Regions from separate parts of the Pan troglodytes genome. Here region 1 is linked to region 2. A link is a contact called in public Hi-C data. All regions are on one chromosome and are shown on one strand. Each heading gives the region's core, a stretch centred on a gene start, on an enhancer-like site or on the middle of the called end of the contact. The rest is flanking DNA. Distances are from core to core; before and after follow the strand shown.

Region 1 (5,750 bases), core at 1,083-3,582, 220 kb after region 2:
CCTTAAAGGCAAGAGAACTGAGCCACCTGGTGTCAGCAAAGTTCTTCAGAATCGAAGTCTCAGGGCCATGCACAGTGGCTCATGCTTGTAATCCCAGTACTTTGGGAGGCCAAGGCGGAAAGATTGCCGGAGGCCAGAAGTTAGAAAATCTCAAGGCTCCTCAATTTAAAAACCACTTTCTAAAAGTGACCCCAGGTTGGCCACTAGGTCATGACACTCTTGACTGATAGTCAATGGGAATTTGGAAGAGATCAGTGGAAGCTGCAAACATGTGGGTTTTAAAAAGTTAATTTTCTAAGCCTTTAAGTGCTACCAAATGACCACCACATGCTTATTTCTACATCTAGAGTTACAAATGTCCCCTTAAACTGAGATTTACACTTCTCCAAAGTTTTAATGAGTCCTACAAGTCAAAAAGGGAATAATTATAAGAACAAGGGGGTGAGGACACGATAAGAGAGGGCCATTCAGAGATGGGGTGCATTCTCAAAGAACTCCGTAGCGCTACGGATTGTGGCTGACAAATTAATGGTATCTTTTTTAAAAATAAAATGAATTTTTCCAATGATGTCAAAAGTTTGATAATCAAAATCCTTTGAGATTGCTAGCAGGTTAACTAATAGAATGGAAACTTCAGCTATGGGGAAAGATCCTGGGATATTAGAACCGGAGAGCACCCCATCTTTGTACAGAAAACTAAGCCTCAGACTGATGAAGGCACTTTCTAGTTACACAGCTAGTTAGGAAGTCATTAACAGGAGAGACCCTCCCGATCTAGTATCTTAACAGACACTGCCTTAACAATCATTCTCTTGTTTCTTTTAACCCCTTCTCTTCCCAGGCCCTGCCGGAGGTATTCTGAAACAGGTCCGTCTGTGTTCCCACCCATATCTTCTTTCGCTTTCCCATTTCCTCTTTCCTAAAGTCGATACCAAGATCCTTGCTTTCAGGTTGCACAATTTCCAAAGAGGAGCTTGGCTGAAGAACTAGGCATGCTCAGTAGCCGGGTGGTCTTCCTCCTCCCCCACCCCTCCCCCCCTTTCCTTTTCTTTTCTCACCCAGATAGAACTTAGGAGTTCAGGGAACCTCAGACAGGTGAGCCCTACAGTAGCGAATGTGCCCACGGAAAGTTAATCTGCTACCTCTTCAGGTGAACATTTGCAGGTCTCTAGGTAGACACGTAAATGCTCGCAAACCATGCCCAGAGCAGCCCCGGGTGCATAATCAGCTGCATAACTGTGGGGCATGTTTAAAGAAGCCCGGCGCTTCCTGTTATTAATTTTTGTAAAGTGGACGGCATGGGGGAAAATGAGAAAGGAAATCGGAGAGAAAGATACAGGGATTTTTTTAAAAACTGCCTGCGAGGTAAGCAGTGCGAGAACCGTGATGCCGAGTGCACCAGGTCTTGGTGTCCCCGGCAGTGGGAAGGGCAAGGGGAAGGCAGGAAGGAGCTTGCGAAGCGCCCACCCTTTCTCTTCCCGCCCCCAGCATCTGCAGCTGCTGCCCTGCTAGAGGCTGCGGCGACAAACCAGCAGGAAAATTTCTCCCCGCGGCTGCTCTGGCCAGCCCTTCAGCCCCAGCCTGCGTCTTGCACCGGATGGGTCCAGGGGAGCTCCGGGCTCCGCGCGGCGATGACGCCCTTGGCAGGCAAAGAGGGAGGTGCAAGGGGAGGGAACGAGGAGCCGAGCTGGGGCGCAGATGGGGGTGGGGTCGGGATGCTAGTACGTACCGAAGAGGCTGTGGTCCTGCCGGGTGCCCTGCACGCTGCCGTCGGGCAGGATCTGCAGGTGGAAGCCGGTGCGGCAATAGAGCTGCCGGCGGCGCAGGATGCCGTGCAGGTGCGCCAGCTGCGCAGCCCCCGGCCCGCCGCGGGCGCTCCGCTCCGCCGCGCTCCTGCGCTCGCCCAGCAGCGGCGGCCGCTCCCCGGCAGGAGGCAACAGGAAATGCGAACCCACCTGCTGGCCCAAGCCCTCCAGGCCGCCCAGAAAGCCCCCGACTTCGGCTAAGGGAGCCATGGAGGGGGAGATCCGGAACACAAAAGACCCCCCCCAGTAAAGAGTGTTGTGGGGGTGGGATGGAGGTGGATAGAGAAAAATTATAGCAAAACGAGCGCAAAAAGTTAAGGCCCGGTTACTCCTCTGAGGTCGCTCCGGAGGGACTTTGCACTGAAATGGCAGGGAAGCTCTCACTGTCTTGGAGCGATCTTCTCTCCTTGGGTAGGTGGGAGCCGGCTGCTGGCTCTGCAGAAATATCTATAGCTGCCGCTGCCAATACTAGGACTAGGGCTGTTGGCTGGGGCTCCAATTCCGCAAACTGATCAGATCAGAGTCCTGTGTACATACACACCGAGTATATAAGCGGGTCCTCTTGACATATGCTAATCAAGTCCTTTCATGCGCGCTGGGGAGGTTCTGTTTGAAATCTTAAACCGGTCTCCTCTCAACACGTTTTTGCTCTTCGGAAGTGACCAAAAGGGGCCCTTGGCACTTCTCCATCCATGCCCTCGCAAAAACCATTCCTACACTTGGCCAAAGCCAGCCAGCAACTTCGAGGAGGTGCAGTCGAGGCCCCTCTTTGGGGTTGTCCTTGGGACAGCGGTGATGCTGTTCAGCTGCGGCCGTGCAACCTTCTTTGATGTGAGCTTTGCAGTGATAAATCGCCTCTAAAAGGAGCCCAACTTGGCAGGGATATAGAAGAAGAGGAAGGGAGGAGGGAGGGAAGGCGGGGAGGGAGAGAAAGAGAAGGAGGGCATTGGTAGGAGGAGGAAAGAGAAAAGGAGAATTGGACTCCTTGGGAGCCTGCAGTGGACAGGTGCAAAGAAAGGTAAGCAAGGGAGAAGGAAAAAGGGCGTTACCTGGGGCTTACAGACCTGCCCAGACACACATGAAAGAAAAATCAAAGCTTTGACAGTTTAACTCACTAATTTTAAAACACTAATAAAATGTACAAGTATCGCTCCTTTCTTTTATCATTTAGATGGGGGATTTTCTTTACATAATCAAGGTTAGGTAAGGAACACCCTCCCTCCCCCTCTTTACAATCTCTCTTTAATGTTTACCTTTACTCAGCACATAATATAACCAAAATTGCCATATATATATATATATATACATAATACACATATGTATTTTTAATTCTGTGCTAAGGTCATGAACTTCTAATTAGTGTAAAATAATAACATAATATAATCACGAATCAAAGGATTTACAGTAAATCCAAATAGGCTGGAAAGAAATGATTTACATGTCTATATTTTGCCGTGAATAGAAAATGAATATCTGGAATATTGTCATAAATGATGAGTGGCTTCTTGGGCCCTTTTACAATCTAAGAGCACTTTCCTGTTTTTCTTAGTTGCGTTTTTCTAAAAGCTAGATGTTTTTGTTTACATTTTAATTATAAAATCTAAAAATAACTAAATGGAAATAGTCTTGAGGCTTGATGTGTTTTGAGACTTCAAAAGTTACTGGTAAAATTGAAGAGTGCTTGAGCATATTTGTAAAATCAAAAACCATGGAAGCCAAGGAATTAGATACATGTTCATTTAAACGTTGTAACTGGTTTTGCACCACTAGTTAAATTCAAGATCTTTCTGTTAAAATTTTTCAGTGGTAGAAGAATTGAGAATCATTGGGCAGATTTATGCTTCCTCTGAGCAAAAAGTTTTAGGGAACTGATGAAGATTACTTTCTCAGTCTTGTTTCATGATCTGTTCAAAAAAAGCGTAAACCTGGGAGCTCAGGTGGATTTGACTGGTTTATTTTATTTGGTCTGAAGGATTTTTTCTAATTAATTGGCAGGTGCTCTAAAGTGGGTATAGTTACACATTTTCATCACTACAGGCCTAACTACTGACCCTTGTGTAACCAAGTTATAAAAGAGTTCTTAAAGCAAGTGATTTACTGTTGATAGATATGAAATAAAACAAAAACACTGGCTAAAAACAATAAACAGATAAATCACTTTAGAAACGTATATTGCTAAGTCTGTTTTAAAGGTTGTACCAGGTAAATGTTATATTATTTCACCTTTCAAATAACAGCAGTCTGTCTTGTGGTAGGACCCCAAATCCACCATAATCAAGGTTTCAAACACATCTGTGTAAACATTATCACATCAGTGTAAAACATCAACCAATGAGCTTTTACTTTGAACCAAATCTTCTTAATTGCAGTGTTAAATCAAAGAAACTTAGATCAAAGTTGTGTGAATCTCGTAGCAGGATAACTGAAGTAGCCAGTACATCCACTGATCACTTTTAAAGAGGAGATACTTAAGGGTTTTAAACTTAGATCAAGTGCCTTTTAATGAGGTTTGTTTCAAGGTCCAAGTTCTGTGCAACATATAATGCTGTTAATTATTCCACAATGGAAATATATTATCATCACCTGCTTCTAAAAGTACTAGTTCAGTCTACAAACTATTTTCCCACATGAACACTTTAGTCCTGCTGTATGAGCTATAGCTGTTAGACTGTTCAAATCTGTTGTATTGCTTATATATACACAAAAAATGGGGAATTTCTTATTCATAGTCATGAAAGTTTAAATACTTTCATAATAGAATCGCCTTCTCTTTGTACACCTTGGTATTTACATGTGTATTACCTTATTTGATCACCACAATGACCATAAGACATAGGCACATCCTGCTTTATAGCGAAAAAATATGGTCCTAAATCCTAGTTTTGCACAGAGTCCAACATCCCAGGCCAATTTCCTTAAATTCTCTAAATGCTTTTATTTTCTCTTTTGTAAAATAAGGATAATATAACTCCAGCCTAACTACTATGCCTAGAGTTGCCATGAGACTTAAATGTAAAAATATATTGGAAAATGGTTTTAAAACTATAGTTTTCTATGCATAGAATATGCTAGAAAACTCTAGTTGTGAAAATTTTTGCTTTCTAACTTAACAAATATAATTGGTCTGAAATACAAAATAAATCTTTTTTTCCCAAACCAAACCTTTAATGTGTAAGTTTGAATGGTGCTTAATGCTGTTTTATAAAGGACCAGACTAGAAACAAAAAGATAAGAATTTCTTTTGTTTGCACTAGTCATGTGACAGGAAAAGATAACACTAAAGTTTTTTTTTTTTTGCACATGCTGTGATGATATCATGGGAAGTTAAATAATTTTGAAGAGTGTTTTACAAGAGTGCATTATTCAACTTTTAAGTATACACTGCAATCTAATCAACTTTACCTATGCTTCCTAGAGACCACACTTGCCTTGCTGTTATACAAATACGTGGTACAACTTCTACTTCCACAAAATGTAGTTTGAGTTTTCCAGACTATATAATCCCTATATAGGTTTTCAGATGATATATTGTCAGGAACCTTTGTTTTTACACATGAGGAGTTCATACCTTTTGATGCTGCTACATGTGTTCAATTTGAGAAAAAGAAATAGAGCGGATTTAATGGTCATGATATACATCCCCAATAAAATAAGAGTATATTTGCACATTATTCATTATTTATAATTACAAAATATTAGCAACAACATAAATTTCCATACATAGAAAACTGAATAAATTATGGTACATTCACACAATGGAGCATTATACAGCTGACAAAGATGTCTGTGAACGAACATAGAATATTTGCAGGATACACCGTTAAGTGAAAACAGCAAAGAATATATATAGTGTCTGCCTTTTCTGTAAGAAAGAAAAAAATGAGAAACGTCTACATGTACACGCTTATTTATTCTAAAAATAAACACAGAATGGATAAACCAAAA
Region 2 (5,134 bases), core at 392-2,891:
GCCAAAAGTAATCCAAAAGAAAAAACACACCCTTGCTTGGTTATCTGGCATTAAAAAATAAAGTAAGGCCAGGCACGGTGGCTCATGCCTGTAATCCCGGCACACCGGGAGGCTGAGGCAGGAGGATCATTTGAGGCCAGGAGGTCCAGACCAGCCTGGGCAAATGGCAAAACCTCATCTCTATCAAAACTACAAAAATTAGCCAGGCATGGTGGCACAAGTCTGAAATCCTAGCTAGTCGGGAGACTAAGGCATGAGAATCACTTAAACCTGGGAGGCAGAGGTTGCAGCGGGCCAAGATCGCACTGCTGCACTCCAGCCTGGGCAACAGAGTGAGACTTCATCTCAAAAAAATAATAATAGTAACACTAATAACAATTTAATAGTGAAGAGTCTATCTTTGGTTATCATGCATCAACACAAATAATTCATTATTTTGCTCAAATGCCAAGAGAAATTACAGTCATCTCTGTACCCAACTGCCAATAAAGTTTCTAATATCTATGAAATTATGATACACAAAATATCTGTATGAGTTAATATTGCTAATACTTGTGGTGGTTACAAGAGAGGGAGATGTTATTGACTTGCTGTAGTTTTTATCATTCATGTAGACATGATCTTCAAAGGGTGAGAAAATACAAACGTCTGTAATTTTCTTTACCTAACTTGTTAATAAAAATCATACTTGTTTAATTCCTTCTAGTTTGTAAAATTATTCCATGCATTAACTTACCAAAATAACCAAAAGTCATTGACAGCTGATCCAGAAAATAATGTAGATGGCTGGAGTAGCATTCAGGAAATTCAAGCCTTTAGCTTCCTCATCTGTAAACTAGATAATTGCAATATATGATGTTTGAGGGCCTGTGGGTTCTAACCTTTCATTACTTTTAACAATGTTTGTAAGTTGAGTTAGGGAACTAATCAAAAAGAAAAAGTTTCAGAATGTTTCGAAGTCATGTCAGCCTTCAAGTTAAAATTACAGCCACCTACTCCAAAGTAACTTTTTTTTTAAAGAATGCAACACTTTGGGGGTGTTTACATTCTTTTATGGTTCAACAAGCCTTCAAGTTCACTGTTTTATAGAGCAAATCAATCCAGCCTGGTTTGCTTTGTAAATAAAGTTTTATTGGAACACAGCCACACCCACTCATTCACATATTGTCTATGGCTAGTTTTGCACAAAAATAATAGAGTTAAATAGTTGCAACAGAGACTTTACAGCCCAGCGAAGCCTAGGATATTTACTACCTGGTTCACTGCAAAAAAAGTTTGCCAACCCTTGCTTTAAAACAATAACTTATTTGTATGTATTGTTAAAATGTTAGTTCTTCCACACACACAAAAAAAAACTTTAAGAGAAGAGGTGAAGTTATTTCAACTTTTCTGATCAATCCTTGGCAATCTGTAAATTTTGTAAATTTATATCAGTAGCACAAGTTAAATTATTTTTTTAAATTAATTTAAATTTAATTACGTTTCTGTGAAATCTAATATACAATTTTTTACACTCTTCTAACATTTGCAATGTTTGAAAAACACACTTGCAAATAAAACTGCCCAAAATGTCTGTCCTTTGTGAGTTCAGTATTCTGGTGAATCCCGTTCGATAGTATTTTTATTGATCAGTAGAGGGCGTGCTTGACTCAATATAATTGTAGGTACAGCGTGTGCACAATTTAGCCTGGTAACAACAGGTCGACAGCTGCATGAAGAAAGTTAAGGGAGAAATTACTCTATTTTTGTGATGTTAGTGAAAAGGATTAGAATAGCACAAGAAAACTGGTCTATTACCATTTAACTGAAGGTAATGTTTTCCTCCTGAGAAGAAAATTACTCATCTACTCTTTAGCATTGGTTTACAGGAATATTGAATATTTTCAACAAGAGAAAGCAACAATTTGGCTACAGAAAACAGGATTTTTTTGTGCCAAGATGATACAGCACATCTTGTGACAGTGGCTACTCTCTCCACCCTCCATCTCTTTGCATTGTTGCCTGTGTACTGATGCCATTAGCATTGACAGAGCCATTGTCCATTGTAAGAAAATATAAAAGAAGATCATTAGAAGTTCAGATTTCTGTAGTGGCTCTCTGGGTTTTTTGATCAACACAGAGGCTGTCTGAAAAGTGAAACATTTCCAAGGAGAATGTGCTGCCGAACTAAAGAATGCTAGGCCCCTAAAAAGAGACTGAAAAAAAACCCACCTACCAGCAGGCTAGACAAAGGGTGCAGGTTGGGGCCTCTTCTTTGAAAGACCTGATTAATGTGAGGTCTTGTTACCTGCTTTATCACTGTTTTGTTATGAGTGAAAGGTTTCAGCATTCTTAATTTGTCTTGCGGATGGGAAAAGGAAAGGCAAACTTGCCTGATGGGGGTCTGAGGGTGAGGTAGATCCATTTGCCCTCAGTGAAAAATAACAGACACAAAAGACACAGGTGATTCTACAGATTCATCCTAAATGTCTTTTTCTGAAAAAGCAGCCAAAAGCACTCATCGTTTAGCCACTTATCTTGAAGAATAAGGTATAGGCTCCAGCAGGTGCAGAAAATAAGTTATTCATTATGCTAAAGCAAAAATAGATTCAAAGAACTAAATAGGAAAAAAAAATCAGTTTTACGAATTAAAGAACAGGCATAGAAAGATTAAAATAAGGTAATCATTGTAATTCCTGTTACTTAGTAGGTTATTCTAAAGCACATTTTGGCTTCAGGTCTCTAGAAATAATCATCTTCTCATGATATGTGCAATATTTAAAAATTAATTACAAACAGTTTTCATACCATCTATGAAATTAGAACATATAAATCATGCTTTGGAGTTTTTTAAACGAGAAGCAGAATATGCGCTTTTTACCATATTTTACCTCTGGTTCCCTGAAATTTAAGTCTTATGAAAATATTAGGAGATACATAATATAGTTAATAGCAAATATCCAATATGTATTTTCAGTGAGTGAAGAGAGAAGGATAAGATGCTTATGCTGGATACGTGTTTCATGAACATTGTCCCATGAGGATGAAAACGTAACAGATCATGGTACTTAGATTACTGTATTGCCAGTCACAGACAGCAAGTGAAACATATCATTGGGTTGTAATGTGGAAAATACCCCACAATAAGTAAGCAAATGAGACATAGTATTAAAAATACATGGCGTCTGACCCAGATAATTAGCTATTCCACAGATAGTAGCTAGTAGTCATTATCATAGTGTAAGTTCAATTTGGTTTGATTGAATTTATTTTGTCACCTTTTTATTAGCATTTTGATCTCATTTCTAATATAAATTATCCTAGCCTTTTGCTAATCATTATGGCTAGACTTTGGCATACATAAGAGAGAAAGTGATTGCAAATACCTATACATACCTTTATGTAACTATATTTGTATGGATACATAAAACTTTTTGCTGTAACAGATTAATTTTTAGAGGAACGCATTAGCTCAGTGGTTAAATAATAGTTTTTGTTTCTTTTGCAATATTTAATGCCCTGAATAACAAAGTTATACGATTAGATTGTGTATACACTAGGTTGTGAGCTCATTACAAGATGCATGTCTTTCTGATTTTTATATTCCCCAAGCCCAGTAAAGCCTCTGACATGAAAGTCTGCTTTCAAAAAATGCTTACCAAATGAGTGAACCTTGATCAGACACAACCGAACTTTTAAATTATTTCCCTGATTCAACCAGTTATTTTTTATAAAGAAGATATAAATTCCCATTTTTCCAAAGCATCTAACAGCTTCTCCTAGGTCTCATATCGCCTAATCAGCACTCTATAATCTCTCTGAGTCCACCGTGGAAAGCATTAGTTCAGTCAAGGGAAACTTTTCAATTTAAAGCATGCAACAAGAATTATTGTCTCATGAGGAAGAGGGTTCCATAAGATCAAAAAGAGAGGTAGAAATAAATAAATATATACATACATACTTGTTCTAATGAGACTATCTACAGGTCATGCCTGGTTGCCTTGAGCAGTGCAGTGGAAGCATCTTGATGTGGGTGTGAGAGAGGTGTGGCCTTATATCCTCACTCTGCATGAACTTGAGCAGGAAACCTAACCTCTTTGAGACTCAATTTCCATGTCTGGAAAACAATGATAATAATATCTCACTATATTTCCTGAGGCTCCTTGCAGATTCGATGGGCCTTCCTTCTTCCATCTGTATGGAAGCTAGGCATCATTTGGAAGCATTTGTCACTGTTCCAAACCACTAAGGCTTAAAAAGTTAGAAATCACTACATATTGCATGTTGAGCTCAGCAAACTTGCAAACAAATTCCTGCTTTGAGGGCAGTAGCTGAGTCCTTTCGGATTTTCTCAGAAGTCCCAGGACTATCCCCAGAGAAGGCACATTCTCCCTCAGTTTTGTTTTAATTTATTGAGTTAGTAAGCAAGCCCTCATGTGTGGCAGTCACCGTTCCAAGCACTTTGCTAACAATCACTGATTTGATCCTCTGAGGTTAATGCTACCCCATGAAATAGGGCTCTGTGGTCTTGTTCTACCTAGTAATCCCTTCTTCATCCTTAGATAATTCAGCCTTCATTCCTATAATAAATGTGGAGCGATGGCAGTAGTTGTTAACTACGGGAACAAGCTTTAAGTGTACTACAGAAAATTTAATGGAGAATATTCCAAAAATAATAACTTGGAATTTTATCTTAGAAGAAAAGAAATTTCTTCCACCTCACCACAGCCCTGCGATTGTCAGGAGAAATTTCCTGTCAGCAAGGCCAGATCCAGGAGAAGAGTCCAGATGTCTCTCTGCTAGCCTAAACACCATTTGGCATCTCTTTCCTTTTTACTGAAGCTTTGAAGAAAATAGGAATAGAACCAGATCTAGTAAATTACCTGGGGACTGAAACATCTTTGATATACATCTTGAGAACATAGCAACATATTTCTTTTCCTCCTTCAGAGCATTAGCTTTGCCGCTTCTCGGAACCCTAAATGACAGAAACAATGACAGACGGATTGGACAGCGAGTCTCGCTTCCCTGGTGCCAAATACAGACCAAAATAGCCTAAGCGCCCTTTTCCAAAGTCTTGAGACTGAAAAAATATATATATGATATGCATATGTATCCATATTTATTTATTAACTACTTGGTTACACTACAGCTG

The links. A called contact is a pair of places that touch in the nucleus more often than the background predicts.
Region 1: a Hi-C map of induced pluripotent stem cells shows a contact between it and region 2, with 2.4 times the contacts expected there. The contact joins the promoter of FGF20 here to the enhancer-like site in region 2. A contact is called at or near these places in 2 of 7 Hi-C or Micro-C datasets (both in induced pluripotent stem cells).

The regions. Positions count from the first base shown.
Region 1 is chr7:25,288,223-25,293,972 of NHGRI_mPanTro3-v2.0_pri, forward strand. It overlaps FGF20 (fibroblast growth factor 20), which reads right to left and starts at 2,333. Exons shown (of 3, transcript XM_001140918.6): 1 at 1,730-2,333. The coding sequence starts at 2,015.
Region 2 is chr7:25,069,925-25,075,058 of NHGRI_mPanTro3-v2.0_pri, forward strand. No RefSeq gene overlaps it. Among named protein-coding and RNA genes, the nearest start is that of FGF20, 220 kb to the right of the region's middle. Within about 2 kb of position 1,642, at least 7 of the 24 cell types and tissues checked have an H3K27ac peak or open chromatin away from gene starts, as enhancers often do. A contact at or near this core is called in induced pluripotent stem cells, where this site is marked.